Linked DNA regions of Mus musculus: region 2 is linked to region 1. The links are chromatin contacts, called in public capture Hi-C maps. All regions are on one chromosome and are shown on one strand. Each heading gives the region's core, a stretch centred on a gene start, on an enhancer-like site or on the middle of the called end of the contact. The rest is flanking DNA. Distances are from core to core; before and after follow the strand shown.

Region 1 (7,657 bases), core at 2,886-5,385:
GCCAGTGTGCAATAAAGAGCTGCTGGAATTTATCAGAAAACTTTCCAGCAAAATTGTTTCACAGCTAAGGTAAATTCAATTAATTTAAGCAGCACACTTGAAAGCATTACAATACAATATAGAGGTGACAGCAACTCTGAGGGGGTTCAGGCAGGCTTGGAGTGATGGGATCAAAGTGTTTGGGGAGCCTTTAGAAAGGTTGAATTTAAAACAATGGGCCGGGAAATTCCCCACCTCCCAATATACAATCGTTAGAATCCAACCAAGATTGCAATTGTAGCAAATTAATCCCAAGCTGAATTGTTACACAGAGCAGGCAATGAAAGCTTGATTATTATGCCTGGCTGTAACAGCACAGGTGTGTTCTAAGTATGAGGTGGCAGCTTTGAGCCTTTGGCAAGGAGATAATTGGACTGGCGGCTATGTAAACAGAAGCGTGAGCTAGCAAAGGCTGGGAGGTCACCTTGGTACTGTATGAGGTACAAGATCCTACTAGGGACTCGCATCTGCCTTTTATTTTAATGGTTAAAAGGGAATATGAAAATATCTTGGAGCCCTGTTTGCCCAGTGTCATCCCATTGGATATTAGGTAGTCAGGATACTGAGGGGTGCTCTGTTGTTAAAGCGGGCTAATGGAACTGGGGGACACTGTTTAGTGATCCGGACTTGTCTGACTGGAAGGCACGAGCACCATCTGAGCAGAGCTTAGAAGAGGAGCTTTTTCTTGAGAGTGTGGCGAGGCTGAGGGCTGCCTCAGTATGGTGAGCTGTAGGAGGGTTACTTAAGCTGGGAGCATCCTCAACCGCTTTATCTCCATAAAGTCAGAAATCGACACGTTGAGGCAACAGAGTGATGGGTTAGGAATGGACTCCTTGGTGAGGTGTGAGGGAAATACTAAATCATTATTTCGGGAGAACATATCATCTTCAACACTGGACAAATGATAGGAAAGACAGAAAGCCGTTTACAAATGATTTATGGGCTTGGCTTTCTGGGCTGCCAGGCAGGTGACCCTTAGAGTTTATTTCACTAGGATTCCACGAGTCTGGTACTCTGGGCCCAGGGTGTGGGCTGTGACTGTCGGAAATTGTGGTTCCAGTTCTGACACCAGTGTGTCACTTACACAGTGACAATCATAATTTCTTATCCCTTCCTTCAAGGCTTCCCTGAGGATTCACAAGACTATACTAGCAAGGTGCTTAGAAAGTATAAGAAGGACACTGAATATATATTAATAGGCTGGGTGATGTGAAATTGCTGGCATTTGGTCATTTGTGACCTATAAAAACGGCAATTTTGTATGACCTAACTTAACCAAATCCATCATTCATTGCATCTGTTAGGTGGCAGGCATGGCTGCTTCTGGGGCCTTGGACAGATTCAAACATTATCCCAGTCCTCAGGGAGCTCTCAGCCCAGTGATGGAAACAAGCCCTTCCATAAAACACTACAACACAGTTGGACAACTGCAGGAGTGAAGCTGTTTCAGGATGCTATGGATAAAAGAGAAAGAGCCAGTGAATCTGCCAGGAAGGGAAGGCTGGGGGGGCAGACAAAGAAATGTTTTTGTGAAGGGCAGGACATCGATTTAGGCTGGATTCTGAAGGAAGAGTGATTCACCAGGTGGGAACAGAGGAAACAGCTGGACAGAAACAAAGAGTCAGGAGAGAGCCTATCTGGAAGGGAAAAAAATTCATTTAAATATGAAACAATAGCAACAAGAAGAGACATTAATCAAAGCCTGTGTGAACCACTCCTGTTACAAAGCCCTCCCGTTTACTCTTGCCTGGTTTCTACTTACCATATTTTGTTCCTGTTTGATAGGGCTTGCACATGCTTTGTGGGATGGCTTAAGCCACTGATTTTATGACGTCAGGACAGGATGGAAATGCAGCCTGTCCAACTGTGGGGATCGGATTATAGGGAGCCTCATTTCACAAGAGGGGTCCAGGTTCTGTAGGTGATGGGTGGCGCCAGAGAATTTTAGGTAGAGTGTTGATATGCTCCTGTTTGTCTTTTCGAAAAGAGCACTGTGTGGTCGTATAAAGGAAAGATGGCCGCCGACAGATGCTAGTGGAGACAACGGAAGCAGCGGGGAAAGAGCAGAGAAAAGTGGACCTGGGAAGCAGCAGCCTCCAAGGGATGTGGGAGCAGGGCAGACAGGGCCTCTCCGTGCGCTGGGAGAACTGGCTCCCAGTGAAGCTCCTTCAGAGAGAATAAACATGGACGTCATTCCCGTGAGTATCCAAGTTGGTCACAGGTGATCTTAGCCAGTATAGTTCCAGAGAAGCAGCCGAGGTCAGGTATCCACGAGTGGCAGGCAAGGAGCTGGCAGCTAGGGGGCACGTCACATCTAATTAAAGATGGTTCACCGGAAAGGGAAGACAATTCGAGGCTGCTGAAGCACTGAAGGAAGCTCTGGGGATGGCTGTGTGCGAAGTTGAGGAACGGAAGCCGGGGCAAACGGAGGAACAAGGCTGTAAGAGAGATGATAAAGTGGAAAAGAGATAGCAACTTTTACGATGTCAAACAAGTAAAGGCCCCTCTTCCTTCCTGACCAGGGGAAACAGGAGAGGTAGAGGCAGACACAGACACAGACAAGTTTGATGCTGAGTTTTGGAAGTCTCAGCTTCATTCTTTGAGGTGGTGTGGGAGGCAAGGTTAGCTTGGGGGGGGGGCAGGGAGAAGAGGAGGCTTGGGATAAGGGTGGAATTGGGGAGCTTGCTGCTGGGTGGTGACCAAAGCAAGGAACAATTGATATTCTAGTTTGCTTAGAGGAACCAAGTTGCTTAGCGAAACATATTGTTGCTGAGATAAATACCATGGCAAACAGCAACTCTGGGAGGAGAGGGTCCACTTCATGTGATACTTCCAGGTTCATCACTGACGGTAGTCAGGGCAGGAATTGAAGCAGAGACCATGTGGAAGGATGTTTCCTGGCTTGCTTCCTCTGGCTTAAGCTCAGTTATCTTTCTTGTATAACTCAGAATTCCTTGCTCAGGGGTGGAACCCACAGTGGATTACAGAAAGCAATTAGCAAGCAAGAAAAAGTCCCACAGACATGCCCTTAGGCCAATCTGATGGAGGCAATTCCTCAGTTGAAGTTCCCTCTTCCCAGGTGACTCAATGTGTGTTAAGGTGACAAAACAAAACAAAACAAAACAAAAAAACCAAAAAAAAAAAAAATCAAACAAACAAACAAAAACCAACACAACAACAACAACAAAACCAAAACCAAAACTGGTTGGTTCCCTTACCCAGCAGCCCTAAGAACCCATCTGGAGTTGAAGTCCATTGTGTGGCACATGTGACTTTGAGATTTGTGTTGTAACACAATCCCACTGTGGACGCTAAGAGTTGCTGAAGCAGAGATAGATGGGCGAAGGGCAGACACTAGCAGACAGGAACAAGAGATGGAGTCTTGGCAAACATGGTTCCTTGCCTAAGACAGCAGGAGAGTCAGAGCTGGTGGCAGGGACAGTGAATCAAGTGCCAAATTGTTCTTCCCAGTGCCTCTGAGGAAAGTGTCTGACAGCGAGTTTGACGTGCTGTAGCCTCCTCCTGAACAATGTGCCTCCCTTTGGTTCCTTATTGGAGCATCAGGGTGACGCCTGTTCCTTGATGATGGGACTCTGGCTTGCTTTCCCTTCTTTTTCTAAGATTCCTTCTGGTTTCCCTACCATTTGCTGCCTTCCTAGGCTGCAGACTGGCTCATTAACGACCGCCTTCTGTTCTTGCCAATCTTGTTTACCTGCCTGCAAGGCTGGTTCCAATAGTTCTGAGACCTCAGACATTTATTCTCACACATGAGTGACATTTCTCCTTTCCCAGCATCCTTCACCTCCCTGGGCTCCACGCAGCACAAGAGGATTATTTGTTTGTCAACCCATTCTGCTTCACTCAAAAAAAAAAATTGACGAGTTCAATACTAACAGTTTGCAATTGATTTGCTTGCAATGTGCTGTGAACGCCTCATTTCCACAGAGGACTAGTTCAGCTCTCCATCTTTGCTTTATCGGCAGTGATCTCCCAGCCGTGAGCCTCCTGAGCTTGCTTCCCTGTGCACAAGTGCCAAACATCACCACTTTAACCCCGCTGTCTGTCACAGCCCTGCCCGCGACGCAAACCACAAAGCTGCATCAAGTTCAAAGTTCAGAGGACTTCAGCAGAGCCCAGCCTCACACTTCCTTTGCTGCCAAGAACAGGGCCTCTTCAGAAGCATTTCTGGGCTTCTCAATGTTCCTGTGCAAGTGAGCCAGAATGTCTCTGTGTCTGCTGACTCCCTAAGGTGTTTGAAGCATCAAGGGTACCATAGTCTGTCCAAAGTCACCCTGCAGGACTGTGGCAGGCTCAATCAGATCCAGAACTTGTTTCTACTAGGCCAGACCCCTTGAACCTACTGAAGCAGTTATATTGGTACAGGCCCTGTGCTTCTATCTTTAAACAGTCAGCTGGCAACCAGGGTTTGAAGTTCCTTTGTGGAAATGAGTTCAGGCCCTTGTGTGAAGTGCAGACTGCCGTTTGAAGGGATTCTGACCGTGTCTGCCAAACGGAACACTCAGAGCTAGGAGTGAGAGAAGTGATCCAACAGTTAAGGGTGTACAGGCAAGGCTTAAACACCCCTACTTCACTTTTTCACTTTCAGCTGGCAGTTATACCCCACACTCTTCACATCCCCTTCTGGAAAATTCTAAGTCATAAGTCTTTTATGTTTTCTCTTGAAACAATTAGATTGCATTTCTCACTGAAGGTTTATTTGTGAGCACTGTTAGGATTTGTCTGCAGAAACTCCCTCTATGCTTGGACAAAGGGCCAGGGGTGGTTTCACATTAATAACAGTCTAAATTTATCGTGCATTTTCTTGGCCTCTTTGCCTTGAACATAATTTTGAAAAGACAGGAATCCAATACAACGGATGTGGTTTTGTGTTGTATACAGCTTGTCATCGTGCTACATGTAAAATATTGTAGCCCTCATATTCAGTAATAATTGATCATAAAGTCATCAATAGTAGCCATGAAGAGCAAACTCAGAGAAGTATCTTAGCAATTCAAAAGTTTAGGAAAGAGACTTTGGGCATAATCAGACCCAGCTGACTTCTTGCCTTCTCTTACTGAGAGACTTGTCTCAGCAGTCCTCAGGATTTGCTGCATCTGAGAAGCACTCTGCAGAAGCCGTAAAAGCCCCAGGGTCTGGACCCCACTCTAAATCAATTAAGAATTTCTGAAAGTGAGACCGAGATATCGGCATTTTCTATAATCTCCCAGGGCTTGCTGCTTGCAGTCAAGTTCTGAGCAGTGATCTGTCTTTCTGTAGCTGCACCCTGGGGTGGAGTCTGGTTTTAGGGGCTGGAGATAGGTTTGACTGTTCAGAGTGGATAGTTCTTCCTGTCAGATGAACACCTCAGGACAGCACGTAGAACCAGGAGGCACTTTCACTGGTAAGCCTTTGGGCATTTGAAGAGAGTATATAATTTACAACACACTAGATTATTCTATCCTCTCAGGCTAGCCAACAGGTTTCTAAGAAGCTTGCATGACCTATGAGGTAGGCGATTTTCTTTTCTACTGGCTGTCTGTTTCTGTCAGCCTGTGTCCCTGACAGGTGACTTCTCTGATGGACTCTTGACACTGTTCACCCATGTTTACATTCAAATCCGGAGACAGCCAGACTACAGAAGTTCCCCGGGGAGGAAGAGGACAAAAACAGAGGAGGGGGTTGTCCTCAGCACACCCTAATATAAAGACCCACCTGCTGAATCTCTGGAGGCCTGATCCAGCACCATTTACTAACAAGCCAAATTCTGAAGTTAGATCTCTTAGATTTGGATCTTGGCTCACTCATACTTCATGGGGGCAACTTTGGGTAAGAATCTTCACTTATTTTAGTCCCAGTTTCTTTATCTGTCAGCCAGAAGTGACACTTGTAGCCAATCTCCATGAAACTACAAAAAGACTTTGTGTGACGTATCTGGTAAACTGTGTAAGGTAGAGCTAGTGCCTAACAAAACTCAGCTCTTATTGCATAGTCATAATCCTAGCCCCGTCTTTCCCGGCTACGCCACACTACCAAGCTGTCCTTGATCTACAGGCCAGTGTCCTCTCCCTCCTCCTAATTTAAGTTCCAGGGTGGTCTGATACAGCACCACCGATGAGGGTCCCGACAGTCTCTTCTTCTGTTTCCAGTGCTTAGCTTGGATTTTGCAGGGCCAAGCTCCTGTAGTTCAGCATCTCACTTCAGGTAACATTGCCTCCCAAAGGCCCCGAAGGAGGAACAAGACACTACATCTTGCTCTGCTGATGCACATGGCCAGGACAATCTTGCTCCTGAGGAGAGTATTTTTTTCAGTCTCATTTTCTCAAAAGTCCACACGAAATTGAACTCAAAGCTATGGTTTGCCTTCTCTTTGATGCATGCCAGGGAAATCACTAAGTTTTTAGCAGACGCTGGAGGACAGGCTCTTACTTCCTTTCCCATTTAACAAACATTACATTTCTGACCAGGGTTTCTTGAATGCCAGCACTAGCCATGTGGCTGTTGTTTTCCAGTCTTCTTCATTAGATTCTATCCATCCTGCTACATGCAACTCTGGGGATGTGATCTGCTCGACATTATCCCCACCAGTCCACTTTTAAAGGGTATGACAGGCAGAAGGTTTTTAAACACTGAACAGTGGTTCCAGTATGTGTCCGTGGGCAAGTAAATGCTTCCTTGTGGGAGTCTTTGCTCCCTGTGTTGGGTAAATGGATGGCTTTCCAGGGACGCCACATAGAAGAGTGATTAAAAAGAATGGCTGAAGGCAGCTATAATATAGAGCCTTTAACCCACTATATGTTTTTTGCTGTTTAAAAATAAGTGTAAATTGGGTTCTTTTATTATCCAGCCAGATCCCCCGAAGGCTGTGAGGAAGCCATTCACTAATGAAGGAAAAGATGGAGGAATACATTGAGTGCTGCAAACCCTTCTCATATACCCAACACTGTCAGAGTAGTTCTACATGGGTGGGATCATAATTCCATCCACTACTTGACTATCGCTATGGGATTAAGGTGACTCCAAAAGAAGCTGAGTGGAGAGCAGAGAGAAAGAAAATTCAAGAGCCACTGGCAGATGAGAAAATAATGCTTGGCTCCAAGAACTCAAAATCAGAATAAGTAAAACAAGTACCAATATTATTGTCACTCCAGATTATAGGTCCTGGGGGTTTGGTAAAAGTTTTATCTGCTTGACTCTTGTGGGCAGATGGTTCCTAGTCACAGAGTGGGTTTTCATTCCTTTGTGCAGAGACCCGAATTTACCTTACTTGGCAAGCCACATGGACACAGTCAGAGCTGCAGAAAGCAATATGGCTTTCTGTGGCTTTGGTTTGTATGGTGTATGTGAATTCTATATCCCCTGCCTTCTTCCCTACAGAGATGAAAGGTGTGCCGGTGATGCACGGCTAGGTGGGAAATACTCAGGGAGTGGTACCTGGGTACAAAATGGTCTTGTGATACTAAATTTGTAACCTTATTCAGAAACCAACTGAGCTGACTGCTTTATGATAATTAACACACACACACACACACACACACACACACACACACACACACACACACATTTTAATGTTGCCCTGAAATAGACATGATGTCATTCCCTCTCACTTGAGTCCTTTATT
Region 2 (6,837 bases), core at 22-2,521, 270 kb before region 1:
TACAAAGTAGCAAATGGGAGAACAACGTGAGCTGTCATCAACATCAAAGATGAGCACAATTAAAATGAATTAGTCATGAGCCACATGAAGATGAAGGTTGTGGGTATTTGGATTTACGATTTACACCGAAATATACACCAATAACGGCACTTTATGGTAAGCCATCAAATCTAACTCGGTGTGACACCAGTTAGAGCTGAAGATGTCTAAATCCCAGGCAGAACTGGAGCCCAGCTGAGTGGATGGTGTAAGATTAAACATGAATTCACTTCTGCCCCAAAGGCTATCAGCGTGGATGGAATCAACTGTTTTTCTTTAAGAAAGAAATAAAACTTGTGTTGCCGCAGATGCATTTTCAGGACACTAAAGGCAGATTTCACAGAAATGAAGATGAGGGGAAGAGCAATTTACATTAACTGCTGAGCTCCGCCTTGCACGTTCCCTTGAGGCTGGACCCTCTGAGCCAGAACCGTGAGCCAGGGTCCAAGAGCACAAAGTTCCATGTGTCTGTAACCGTCACCACCCCACCACACAGCTCCACGTGAGGTGATTGTCTGTAACCGTCACCACCCCACCACACAGCTCCACGTGAGGTGATTGTCTGTAACCGTCACCACCCCACCACACAGCTCCACGTGAGGTGATTGTCTGTAACCGTCACCACCCCACCACACAGCTCCACGTGAGGTGATTGTCTGTAACCGTCACCACCCCACCACACAGCTCCACGTGAGGTGATTGTCTGTAACCGTCACCACCCCACCACACAGCTCCACGTGAGGTGATTGTGGTTGGGGATAATCCAAGTCTCTCAAGCTAGATCCTTCGCCAGTCAGGATCAAGCCATTTCCTCGCCTCCTTTTTTTATTTAATATTTTTTCTTTTATGTGTATTTGTATTAATGTTTCTGCCAACAACAGTCCAGAAGAGAACATTGGGCCCTTGAAGTTGGAGTTACAGGTGGTTATGAGCTGCTCCCCCCTCGATGCCCAGAACTGAATTCAGGTCCTCTTCTTACCTGCCAAGACATCTTTCTAGTCTCCTCCTTTTAGAGAACAGATCTCTTCGAGTGTGTGCATGCACTTGTGTGTGTGTGTGTGTGTGTGTGTGTGTGTGTGTGCTTCTGTGTGCATTGTGTGTGTGTATGTATGTGTGTGTATGTGCAGGTGCCCATGGAAACAAAATGGGGAGCTTCAAAATCCACATGAGCCTCCTGATGTGGTTAGAGGCGTCTCTTGTGCCCCTTTCAAGTAGCTTTCGGCTTCTATGCAATGTTAACTCCATCTAGACATCAAGAAGACATGGCGCCTCCATGTTAGATCTCCCAGGAGAGCATGCGTACACTTTTTGAAGTTCTTAAAGGCACATTACTGTAACCTGCAAATACTGACCAGGGCTATAATCTGGAGGTCAGGAACTAAAGCCTTCAGATTTGAGTGACCAAGGGACCTGTTCCGGATCACAAAGAAGCTAAAGGTAGCTCTGATAAACTCGCAGAGATTCAAGCACTCATCTGAATTTAACTAAAAGGCTTTTGGGCGAAATGAGAGAAAAAACCAGAGGTAGCACGAGAAGAAGAAAAAGCGACACACAGTCATTTTAACTGACAACTTGAAACAATCTCAAATTCCCTGGAAGGAGCCCTCAGTATGGAATTGCCTAGGTAAGGCTGGTTGTCCTGATTGTCATGGTTAAGGGCAGATGTAGCATTAGCCCTTGGTTTAGGGCCCTGCACTGCCCAAGAGATAGATAATCAAGTCCTAGAAATGTTTTCCTTCATTCTCACGTGTCCCTGCTCTTCCCTGACTGTGCCTGTGACTAGTGCCTTCAAGTTCCTGCCTTCTTGGAGACAATGGACTGTGACCTGGAATTGGAATTGGAATAAATTCTGCTTGTTAAAATTGTTTTGTCCGAATATTTTAATCACAACAACAGAAACGAAACAAAGGTGGCATGTCTTTAATGCCCAGCACTGGGGAGGCACAGACAGGTAGAGCTCTGAGTCTGAGGCCAGCCTGGTCTACATAGCAAGACTCTGCCTCAAAACAAAACAAAACAAAAAACAAAACAAAACACCCCCCCCAAAGGATGTCTCTTTACCTTCTTTGTCTTTCTACAATTTACTTATGATGTGCCAGAGAGACAGAGACAGAGAGTTTTCTCTGTGCTTCCCCCCCGCCCCATTTATCCTATTTAGTATTCTATGGGATTTCTAGATTTGTATGGTTTTTTTTTTTTGTTTGGTTTTTTTTTTTTGTTTGTTTTGGTTTGTTTTTATTTGTTTCTTCAAGACAGGGTTTCTCTGTGTACCCCTGGCTGTCTTGGAGCTCACTCTGTAGACCAGGCTGGCCTTGAACTCAAAGCCTCTGCCTTCCAAGTGCTGTGAATAAGGCGTGTGCCACCATGGCACGGCTGGGTCTGACCACATTAATTAACTGGTAACATTAATTTGAGGATTTCTCTGTCATAATTGCTCTGGGTATTTCTTTTGGTTTCTTCTCTCGGCGTGGCTCGCCCTTCCATCTCTGTCGACATATCCAGAAGCCTGGAGGATTCCTTTGCCTCTGTCTGTGTCCTGTGATCTAATGAGGCCTCAAAGCAGGCTCCATGCCTGTGCAGAGAGCCTTCATCTCCAGCATGCTTTGTGAGCTTATATTCTGATCTGTCTGCTTGGGCTACTCTTGGGCTCTTTCTGGGATGTTCTGACCCCGATTCTTTTCTCCAGTTCTCTCACATCGAACCATTTAGCTCATCTCAACTCCCCAAGTGAATGCAGACCTCACAAGGTAAGGGCTCAGCCTCCCAGCTCATCCCCACCTCACATACCAGTTCAACTGTCATATAGGAAGGGGTCCCTATAACTCCCTCCTCGGTCTCAATTATCTCCTGGAACAGCTCACACAGAACCCGGAAGAGTGCTTTTTACTATTGCCTGGTTATTATAAGGGAGACAACTCAAAAATAGGCTAGCAGAAGAGATATGTTTTGGTGGGCCTTGTAATTTGTTTCTTGCAAGCTGGGGTGCTGTACTGGGTGATTGGGTGGAATGGCCAGAGGCGAAGGGGCTGCATAATGATTTGATAAAACCTCAATGATGTTGACTCTAGCAAAACAGCCTTCCTTTAACAAATGTTTTATTATGTATGTGTGCTCACATGGGTGTGTCGGTGTTTACAGAGCACGCCAGTCAGAAGATGATGCCAGACCCTTTGGACCTGGGGTAACAGGCATTTGTAAGCCACCTGTCATGGGTGCTCGCATCACAACCCTGGTCCTTGTGACTGCGCAGGAAGTGCTCCTAACCACTGAGCAATCTCTCCAGTCTCAAAGTAGCTTTTCTTGAAGACCGGTCTTGTTAAGAATTTATCTGGTGTCTTAAAAATGGCTGTTTTCTTCTCTGTCTGCTGGCAACACGAGGGAGTATTCTGGGATGGTCTATGGGTGCATCTTGGAGTCAGACTGTAATGAGTTCAGGTTAAGTGGCAGGCATTGGGAGTTCACAAGTTAAAAGTCAGCATGAAGTGCACAAAGAATTTGACGCCAGACTGGGATAAACAAGTCTTGTACTAAGTGAAAAGAACTTGGTTAGAGATCCTGGGAGTAAAACTCACAATAGCGTAGTCAGCGTTAACTCAGAGACAATGCGGTCTGACCCTGAGCCTTGATCACAGCAGATGTTTCCCTGCAGCTGTGCTGGTGCCCGCCAGGTAGTCCGCTGTAGCAGCTGTGTTTTCCTGTATCTGTCTGTCTTTCTGGGAGAGAGATTTGCCCTCTGACCCCTCTTCTCCTTCTCCATGAGACCCAAGGAAAGCACCTGATTTTTCCCTCAGTCCAGTTCATTCTTTCTATTTTCTTCTCTTTTGCTTTTCCTTGTGTCTTAGTCAGGGTTTCTATTCCTGCATGAACATCATGACCAAGAAGCAAGTTAGGGAGGAAAGGGTTTATTCAGCTTACACTTCCACATTGCTGTTCATCAGTAAAGGAAGCTGGGACTGGAACTCAAAAAGCAGGAGCTGATGCAGAGGCCATGGAGGGATGTTCTTTACTGGCTTGCTTCCCCTGGCTTGCTCAGCCTGCTCTCTTATAGAACCAGGACTACCAGCCCAGAAATGGTACCACCCACAAGGGGACCTCCCCACCCCCACCCCCTTGATCACTAATTGAGAAAATGCCTTACAGCTGGATCTCGTGGAGGCATTTCCCCAACTGAAGCTCCTTTCTCTGTGATAACTCCAGCCTGTGTCAAGTTGACACAAAACTAGCCAGTACACCTTGTTTGAGCCAGGATCACATATAGTACAGCCTAGCCTCCAAGTCACTATGTAGCCAATAATGACCTTGAACTTTTGACCTTTCTGCTGCTACCAAGTGCTAGGATTAAAGTACTGTATGCCACCATTTATAAGCCCAGGGGCTCGTGCATACTAAACAAGTGCTCCACTATCGGGCTGCAGGCCTGCTCCTACACAGCTCTTTACTTGACGGTAGTAGTGTATGGGTTTTTTTTTTTTTTGGTTGTTGCTGTCTTGATGCTTGGTGTCATGTACCCAGACTGTCATCACCGGTGTACCCAAGGCTGACCTTCAACTCCCCATCCTCCTCCCACCCCTCCCAAGTGCTGGGATGCTTTCCTGGCTTGGCTTGCTCATTAAGTCTTAAATCATGCCTTTGAGCTCCTTACAAGCAATCGCCATCATTAATTTTTTTTTTTTTACCTGTTCTGCTTGTTGTCCTTTTACCAACTAGAATATGAGCTCTGACCTGCTCCTCTAGAGCCCAGGATACTGCCGGTACCCAGGAGAGATGGAGTAAACGTGGCGAGTGGGCTTTCCTTCCTTATCTTCATTCATCCATGAAGCTAACAAAATAAAATATCACCCAGTACAACTTAATATTATGTAATTTGATATAAGCCTACCTATGTTTGAACTGGTAGTTGAAGCCATTTAGTAGAGTAAATTAATCTGGTGGAACTAGATTACCCTGGGGCAGTGCCTTCGATCTTCACGATTTCACAGCACAGATAGAAAATAAAATGTGTTCAATAACCAACCAAAGGCTTTCATCTCAAAGACCTAAGACCTCAGTGTCTAGCCTTATTTGCTTCCAGTGTGCTGCACCAAACACACTTTGATATAACAGGGGTGTTTAGGACCAGTGAGAGGGCTCAGTGGGATGAGGGTGTCTGCCACCAGGCCTGGTGACCTAAGTTTGATTCCCTACAATCTACATGGTGGTACAAAACAGCTGGCTCCTAAAAGTTATCCTCTGGCCTCCATGTATGTATGCATGCACAGAGAGAAGGAGAAAGGAAGAGGGAGATGAGGGAGAGGGAGGGGGGAGGGACAGAGGGAGAGGGATAGAGGGGGAGGGACAAAGGGAGAGGGATAGAGGGAGAAGGACAGAAGGAGAGGGAGAGAGAGAGGGAGAGGGAGTGGGAGAGGGAGAGGAAGGGTGTATGTTTAACCCATGATCCCATTAGCCAGATTGATCAGAATGGTCTGCAAAGACAACAAAGCAAAGACCAAGAAGGAGAGGAAGATGATCAAGACTACACTGTAGAAAAAAGATTGAACCTGGGCGTGGTGGCAGAGGCTGTAGTATTAGCTCTTGGGAGGAGGAAGCAGGATGATCCGAAGTTCAAGGCCAGAGTTGGCTTATGTAGCAAATGTGAATCCAGACTGGGTTATAAGATAAACAGAGTAAAAAAAAATGATTTAAAAAAAATACCTAAACCATAATCCATGCCATCCTACTGTCATGCAAACCCCTCCCCAGGGATGTGGTCTCATCTCTCTTGTTGGTTTCCAGTCTTGAATGCTCCACCTAGTGCTGTGCCCCTCCCCCACAACCTATTACCAGCATTCTACCCACCAGCTCCCAGCAGCTCAGCATCCAGGCCTTCCCAACAGCACCCCTCCCCTGAGCTGTTGTGGGGGGTGCTTGGCCTACTACAATGTTTGCTGTAATTGGGTGACTGGGTTCAACCTTATATTTTGAGGTGAAACACCAGGTATCTCAGACAGGTCAAGTCAAGGAGTTGTGCTGGCCACGAGACTACCCATGGGCACGCTGGGGACGTGGGTATCTTGGTCCTCTGTTCTTTTCCACTGCTCAGCTTAAAGTTCTCTGCTAATAATAACGCTCATGATTTATTGATGGTGATAACTGACTCAGCAAAGAGTCTGTATGATCTGTAGTGACGACCAGATGGTCCTTAATAAAACATTAATACAGCAAAAGCAAGTGGCATTTAATAAGAGATCATATAAGTCTGTCTGGGAGCCATAGAACACATTTTTTTTTTCGAGATTGCCTAATAATATCGAATTATCAGGCACATTATAAAAGAGGAAATCAACTCCAAACCATGATGTTTGGAAAATGTTTTGGTTGTTGCAGATATCAGATAATAAAAGATTTTAAATTTAATTTTACCCCAGATTTTTCAACGCTAGCATGATTATTGTTTAGGGCAATTCACAAGAAATGGCAGAGACCTTACTAAAAATAAAAGAACGCTTTCAGAACGCCTTTTTTTCTTGAAGTTCCCTTTAAAGCCACACTATACCTTTCTTTCCTCTGTTATGGTAAACCCAATGTCTATGATTCATAAAGACATTTTTGGTTTCTCACTTAGATATTCTTGTTTGTCTGTTTGCTGATTGGCTAGTATTAAAATGTTTTGGATTTATTTGTTTGTTTGTGGAAAGAGTCCTGCTAGAAAGCAGGCGAGCCTTGAACTCTTGATCCTCCTGACTGCCATGGTCATAAGCATGTGCCATCACCCCAATCAAAATAATGTATGTTAATATCAAGATGAGATACAATAAGCCC

What was found. Capture Hi-C pulls out chosen DNA fragments and counts their contacts.
Region 2: a capture Hi-C map of embryonic stem cells shows a contact between it and region 1, with 2.9 times the contacts expected there. The contact joins two enhancer-like sites. A contact is called at or near these places in 1 of 484 Hi-C or Micro-C datasets (CD4 T cells) and 2 of 9 other capture datasets (embryonic stem cells and pancreatic islet).

Annotation. Positions count from the first base shown.
Region 1 is chr6:50,006,004-50,013,660 of GRCm38.p6, reverse strand. No RefSeq gene overlaps it. Among named protein-coding and RNA genes, the nearest start is that of Gm38805, 100 kb to the left of the region's middle. Within about 2 kb of position 4,135, at least 53 of the 459 cell types and tissues checked have an H3K27ac peak or open chromatin away from gene starts, as enhancers often do.
Region 2 is chr6:50,276,220-50,283,056 of GRCm38.p6, reverse strand. No RefSeq gene overlaps it. Among named protein-coding and RNA genes, the nearest start is that of Gsdme, 18 kb to the right of the region's middle. Within about 2 kb of position 1,271, at least 8 of the 459 cell types and tissues checked have an H3K27ac peak or open chromatin away from gene starts, as enhancers often do.